Linked DNA regions of Sus scrofa: region 1 is linked to region 2. A link is a contact called in public Hi-C data. All regions are on one chromosome and are shown on one strand. Each heading gives the region's core, a stretch centred on a gene start, on an enhancer-like site or on the middle of the called end of the contact. The rest is flanking DNA. Distances are from core to core; before and after follow the strand shown.

Evidence for each region. Hi-C and Micro-C count contacts between places; a contact is called where the count stands out from the background.
Region 1: a Hi-C map of liver shows a contact between it and region 2, with 4 times the contacts expected there. The contact joins the promoter of CHERP here to the promoter of MED26 in region 2. A contact is called at or near these places in 6 of 47 Hi-C or Micro-C datasets (blood, brain, embryonic fibroblasts and 2 more) and 2 of 2 datasets of contacts at active chromatin or transcription factors (alveolar macrophages and skeletal muscle).

The regions. Positions count from the first base shown.
Region 1 is chr2:61,061,488-61,064,280 of Sscrofa11.1, forward strand. It overlaps CHERP (calcium homeostasis endoplasmic reticulum protein), which reads left to right and starts at 1,473. Exons shown (of 17, transcript XM_021083582.1): 1 at 1,473-1,617; 2 at 1,928-2,101. The coding sequence starts at 1,593.
Region 2 is chr2:60,982,712-60,985,553 of Sscrofa11.1, forward strand. MED26 (mediator of RNA polymerase II transcription subunit 26) reads left to right here and starts at 1,522. Exons shown (of 3, transcript XM_003480761.4): 1 at 1,522-1,879. The coding sequence starts at 1,808. LOC102160178 (a long non-coding RNA gene) reads right to left here and starts at 1,357. Exons shown (of 2, transcript XR_301790.3): 1 at 1,151-1,357; 2 at 120-341.

The DNA of each region.
Region 1 (2,793 bases), core at 223-2,722, 79 kb after region 2:
AATTGTTTCATCCACAAGCTACATACATCTAGCCTGCCTTTTTGTGAACCAAGAATGGTCTTTGCAGGTGACATTTAGAATCAGTTAATGACAGGAAAGAGTGACTTGGAATCCCCCAAAAGCTTTCCATTCAGACCTGTATTTGTAACACTCTATTTATAAATTCTACCACTAAAAAGTGTTATGCACATTTTTCTCTTTGGTTATATAAGCACCAAGCACCTACATAATATCCTTGATTTTGGCTCTTGGCCAAACACCTACATAATATCCTTGATTTTGGGTCTTGGCCAGCAAAAATATTTGCTATCTGGCCCTTTATAGAAAAAGTTTGCCAGCCTCTAGTCTAAGAATACTATTTGGGATACAGGAGACAATCTATAACGTCAGATGGAGAAACTAAGTAACAATTTAAAAAATGTATCTAAAACACCCCAACACCGTTTTCAGAGTAGGGAGGTACCGCCAACTAAGTGTTAATGTTAACAATGGTAATCCCAAAAGCGTTCAGATTGCGAGGGAAGTCACAAGTCTACGTTTCTTTAACGTTTGCTGTTCCTTGCTATCTTTCCCCGCAATTAGCAAGCGTTAACTTTACCATCGTTTTATTTCACTTTTTTTGGCCGCCCCGGGGCATATGGGCCCGGGGATCAAATCTGAACTGCAGTTGTGACCTACGCTGCAGCTGGGGCAACTAAGCCGGATTCTTTCACCCACTGAGCCCGGCCGGGGAATCCAATCTGTGTCTTGGCGCTGCAGATCCCGTTTCGCCACAGTGGGAACTCCTCAAAGTTTCATAAGTAACATAACTGCGTATTTCAAGGTGCATCTTTCTGACCGCGCAGCCTAGAAGGCCCGGCACCCGCTTGAATGACTACACAGAAGCCACGCGAGCTCTGAAAGGCTTCTGAAAACGGAGGGAGTAGAGGTGGAGGTGTCCCCTCGCCCTAAGTCTTCTTTATCAAAGAGTTGGATTAAAGAAAAGAAGCACAGCAGGAGAAACTTTTGAACCTCGATAAGCCCTGTTCCATCCCCGCCACGCCTGTAGCCTCCCAGTTCTACTTTTACATCCGGACGAGCCCGGGAGGATGTGACCGGCGCCGCAGCCCAGGCGCCTCCTGGACGCACCTCACCTCGTATTTTCCGCACCGCCGCCTCGCTGGGAGAAAATAGGGCACTGACTAGCGCAGTAACTCCCCAGGGCCCCTAGTCCTACGGAAGAATCTACTGCCCAAGTCCTCGCATTGCAACACGTAACGTGGGAAAACGCCCCAAGAGCAGCTAACGGCCGCCTGCACCGTTCCAGCCGTTCCCTCGCGTCGCGCTACAGAAGTCCATTCCGCACATGCGCGGGAAAGCCCCTGCGCGTGCGTGGTGCTCGCCCCTCCGTGCGTTCGGCCCCTCGCGGCTTCTTCCCGCCTGCCTCGTTTCCTCACTTCCGGGGTTTCCTGGCGACGGCCGTAAGTGGCGGGCGGAAGCAGCGCGCGAAGCCAGTCGTAAAAGGCTCCCTCGCGCCACTTCCGGCCGGCTTCCGCAGACGGCCCTGGTGGGCGATCGTGAGGCGCCGGAGGACGTTCCCCGCGGCTGGAGCCATGGAGATGCCGCTGCCGCCTGATGGTGAGGCCCAGCCTGGGCTCGAAGGCTGTTTCTCTCTCCCCGGAATCCCCTGTTGGCCTACCTCGCCTCCCGGGGTCCCCGGGCCTAGGAGGGGGCGGGGCTCGGCCTCCGGGGTCCGCCTGCGGCCTCTCCCGCGGGTTCCCGCATTCTCGGCGCGCTTCTGGCCCCTATCGGGACCCGTACAAAGGCGGCCTTTCCCGGACCCACCCCTAGGGACCCCCGGCCCAGCAGACGCGGGCTGGGACGACAGGGCCCCCGAATTTGGGCGGTTCTCGCTGACGCCCCGCGTGGCCTTTTCTCCGTCCTCCAGACCAGGAGCTCCGAAATGTCATCGACAAGCTGGCCCAGTTCGTGGCTCGGAATGGGCCCGAATTTGAAAAGATGACGATGGAGAAGCAGAAGGACAACCCAAAATTTTCGTTTCTGTTCGGAGGAGAGTTCTACAGTTACTATAAGTGCAAGTTGGCGCTGGAGCAGCAGCAGCGTGAGTTCTCTTGCTCTCCGGCCGTCCTCTCCAGCGATTCCTTTCTGATTCCATTTCGGGCTCTGCCACAGACCGCCTTTTTTTAAATCGCTTGTTCTTCTGGGAATATGGATTAGCTCGGTCTTCACGGTCCCATTCGCTGTTCCCGGGGCTCTGCACCCGTGCGGCAGCTGGGTCCCAGTGTAATGGAGAACGGGGTTATCGATCCTTTTGCTGGGCTCCAGATCAGGGTTTACTCTTGTTTTGCAAACGTGATGACTGAGGTCAGGAAGGTAGTGACTACTTCAGCGGTTTCCAGGGAGGAAGTAGTAGAAGCCAGATTGGGTGAGACCCTTGGGGCAAATACTGTCCAGCGAGGTTTTTGTGCATTTTAAGATGGTTGTAGCCTAGATCAAAAATGAGTTGTTTCGTGGGTATTAGTTCTTGGTATCAAAATTCCAACCCTCTTCTAAAAGAGCTTAAGATGGGGTTGGTTAACACAGTTGGTCTCTGAATAACAGATAATCACCAGGTAGTAAAGATCCCTGAACCCACATCTGCCCTGTTCAGTAGTGAATCCTTAGCTTCCAGATATGTTGTGTTCTAGATTGCCAAGTAGATGGACATTGAAAGGTGGATGCTCCCTGAACTACAAGTTCCCCACGGCCAACCGGGCCTTGTTTGGCATTGTTGTGCCTAATAGGTAGCACGTA
Region 2 (2,842 bases), core at 272-2,771:
ACGGGATGCTTGGAGGCGTGCTTGTTTTGCTTATCTGAAGTGAGATAAGGAATATCTCCAAATGGGCCCGTTTCCAACCTGGACCAGGTAAACAAAGCATCTCATTCTAGGAGAGAGAGTAAATTATTTGCCCATATTTATTTTCTCCTACAAGGGTGATGTAAAAGTTTTCACATGTGCAGAAGCAGGCAACCACAACCACGTGTGGAAACAGCCGTTTTTGTAAATAAAAATGCTTCCCAGAAACATGACAAATGCAAGACTAACAGGTGTAGCACAGATCCAAGGCGCACATGTGGTTTTCATCAGCTGCCTCTCTCCTGTTTTAAATCTAGGTCTTCCTGTAACAAACGAAAAAAGTTATTTCTCCCGAGGCTGCGACTAATAATCCACTCAGCCTGCCCTTTCATCCCGTCACATAACTGAGTATTTAGCAGAGCTTCCAGAGGAGACAGCAATGAAAGAAGGCGCGGGGGTCGGCTTAGACTTGACAGTTAACAATTCTGGGCTTGACCTAGAACTCTGGATGACCTTGGGCCTCAGTTTCCTTCTTTGTAGTGGAGATTGAGAGAATGAGGACTGAAGGGTCTTTCTTTTAAACCAGGGATTCTCTACAGGAGTCGATTTTTGCCAGCCAAGGGACCTCTGGCAGTGATTGGAGACATTTTTGGCTGTCCCAGGCGGGGGAAAAGGGTGCTACTGGCATCTAGTGGGTAGAAACCAGGGATGCTGCTGAACATCATGCAATGCACAAGACAGGCCCTACAACAGAGTGATCCCAGCCCCAAATGTCTGGGCAGGTTGACTCCAACGTTGCGAGCTTGGCGTAGATACAGGCTTGCAACGCTGGTGTCAGCTCAGGGGTTGGCTTTGGGGCTTTCCTAGCTGGGGCGGCGGCTCCCATGCGGGGCGCTTGGCTATCGCACATTTTCGGGATCCCGGCCCGAGGCGCTGCAGACCCGTGCTCGTATCAACGCCCTCTGGAGGGGGAGGGGCTGGAGTGTTCCCGCACGCTCAACTGACCCTTACACGCACAAATTCACTACGGGGAAGTCTGCTCCCCTGGCCCTCAGAAACGCAAATAGAGGGCTTGTGAAAGACCCCAGGCTCAGAAAACTTGGCAGCTTCTCCTGCCCGCGATTTCCATCACCTCCATCAGAACAGGGAAAGCTTTTCTCCCCGAGGAGAGGTCCTTCGGCTGCTCTGATACGGCCTCCCACAGCGCCGGAGTTCAAGGACTCGGCGCCCACCTAGCGTTTCGGTCGGAGACCTCGGCCCCCAAGCCGGGGCGGGGGCGGGGCCTGCAGGCGGTGGCCGTTGCCCCGCCCAACCGCCTCCCAACGGCTCCCTTGGCCGGGCGGCGGGGAGGAACCAAGCGGTGGGGCGAGTGCGCCTGCGCGCGCATGCGTATGGGTATGGGGCCGGGCCCGCGCGTGGCCCCGCCCAGGTTCGGCGTCTCTGCCCGCCCCATCTCCCAACCTCCTCAGCGTGGCGCCGACGCTGCGTGCGGCGCGGGTTACCCAGAGTGCTCCGCGCGAGGGTAGCTCACTGGAGTTTGGTTCTCGAGGCGGCGGCAGCAGCGGCAGAGGCTCCGGCGGCTCCTCCTCCTCCTCCGGTGGCGGCGGCGCCCCGGGCCTGAGCCCCGGCCCCGGCTCCCCCTCTGCCACCCCGCGCGCCCCCACTTTCTCCGGCGCCGCGGGGAACATGAGGCTCCGCTCCCGGAGGCCGGCGAGTGAGTGACCCCCGTCCCCCACCTCAGCCCGCCCGCCCGCTGGCCCGGCCGCTCCCCCCCCGCCTCGCCCAGGCAATGACAGCGGCTCCGCCGTCTCCGCAGCAGATCAGGGACCGGCTGCTGCAGGCCATCGACCCCCAGAGCAACGTAAGTGTCCACGGCACGGGCTGTGGTGGAGGCCGCGTGGGCCCGGGACCCTCCCCCTCCCTACTGCCTCTCTCCTGCCGGGTTCTGGGGGACCCGTCGGACGCTCACCTGCCCCCAAGGGCCGCTGCCATCTCGGCCTCTCGCCCCTCGGGCCCGGGTCGGGGCAGGTCGGGCAGCCCGGCGGCGTTCGGTACGTGAGGCCGAGGCTTTCGTGAGGCCTGGGCGGAGGGAGCAGATGGGAGCTGAGACCAGAGCTTTTCCTCAGTTCCCGCTCCAGCTCTTCGACCCTTGCTGCTACTGACAGAGCTCGCTTGCCTTTTCCTTCCCGGGAGACCCCCGACCCCCGGGAAGCCCTCCCGGCGCGGGGGAGGGGAGAGGGAAAGGCTGTGGAGCAACTGGTGTCCGGGGTATGATTCGGGGATCCCGTGTCGCCAGTGTCTCGGCCTTCTGGGTGATCGGGAAGTCCTTCGCTTTCCTCCCGGCTGGAAGCACCTTCCCGGCTTCGGAGAGAATCCCTCGACTTGCTTTGCCCCTAGCCGGCTGCCTAGGGCGCGTAAAGAGTCCTCTTCGGTTCTGAGAGTGAACATGTCTTTGCAGGATCCCTCCTGGGGTCGCTGCTGACGGAAGACGATCTTGTGGAGAGTGGATTCTTTTACCTTTCTGGGCCTGAGTACTCACTGCGTCTCTGACCAAGCCAGAGCCCCGCTTTTTGGTAGTGAATTAGAGGTGATTGTTTTCTCTCCCATTCCCCCCATAGCCCTCCTTCAGCTGTCTCTTCCCCCTACCTGGGGTCCCAGCCTGTTGGTTTGTGACCTAGACCATCCGGGTTAACCTCAGGGTGTTGCTTTCTCAGACGCTCCTCTACCCAGGCTGCTGTTTGTAGAGGGATCTTCCCTGCCCCCTTCCGTGTGTGGGGGGAAAGATTCATTGAGTTCTCATATCTTCTCTGAGTGGTTGCTGGCC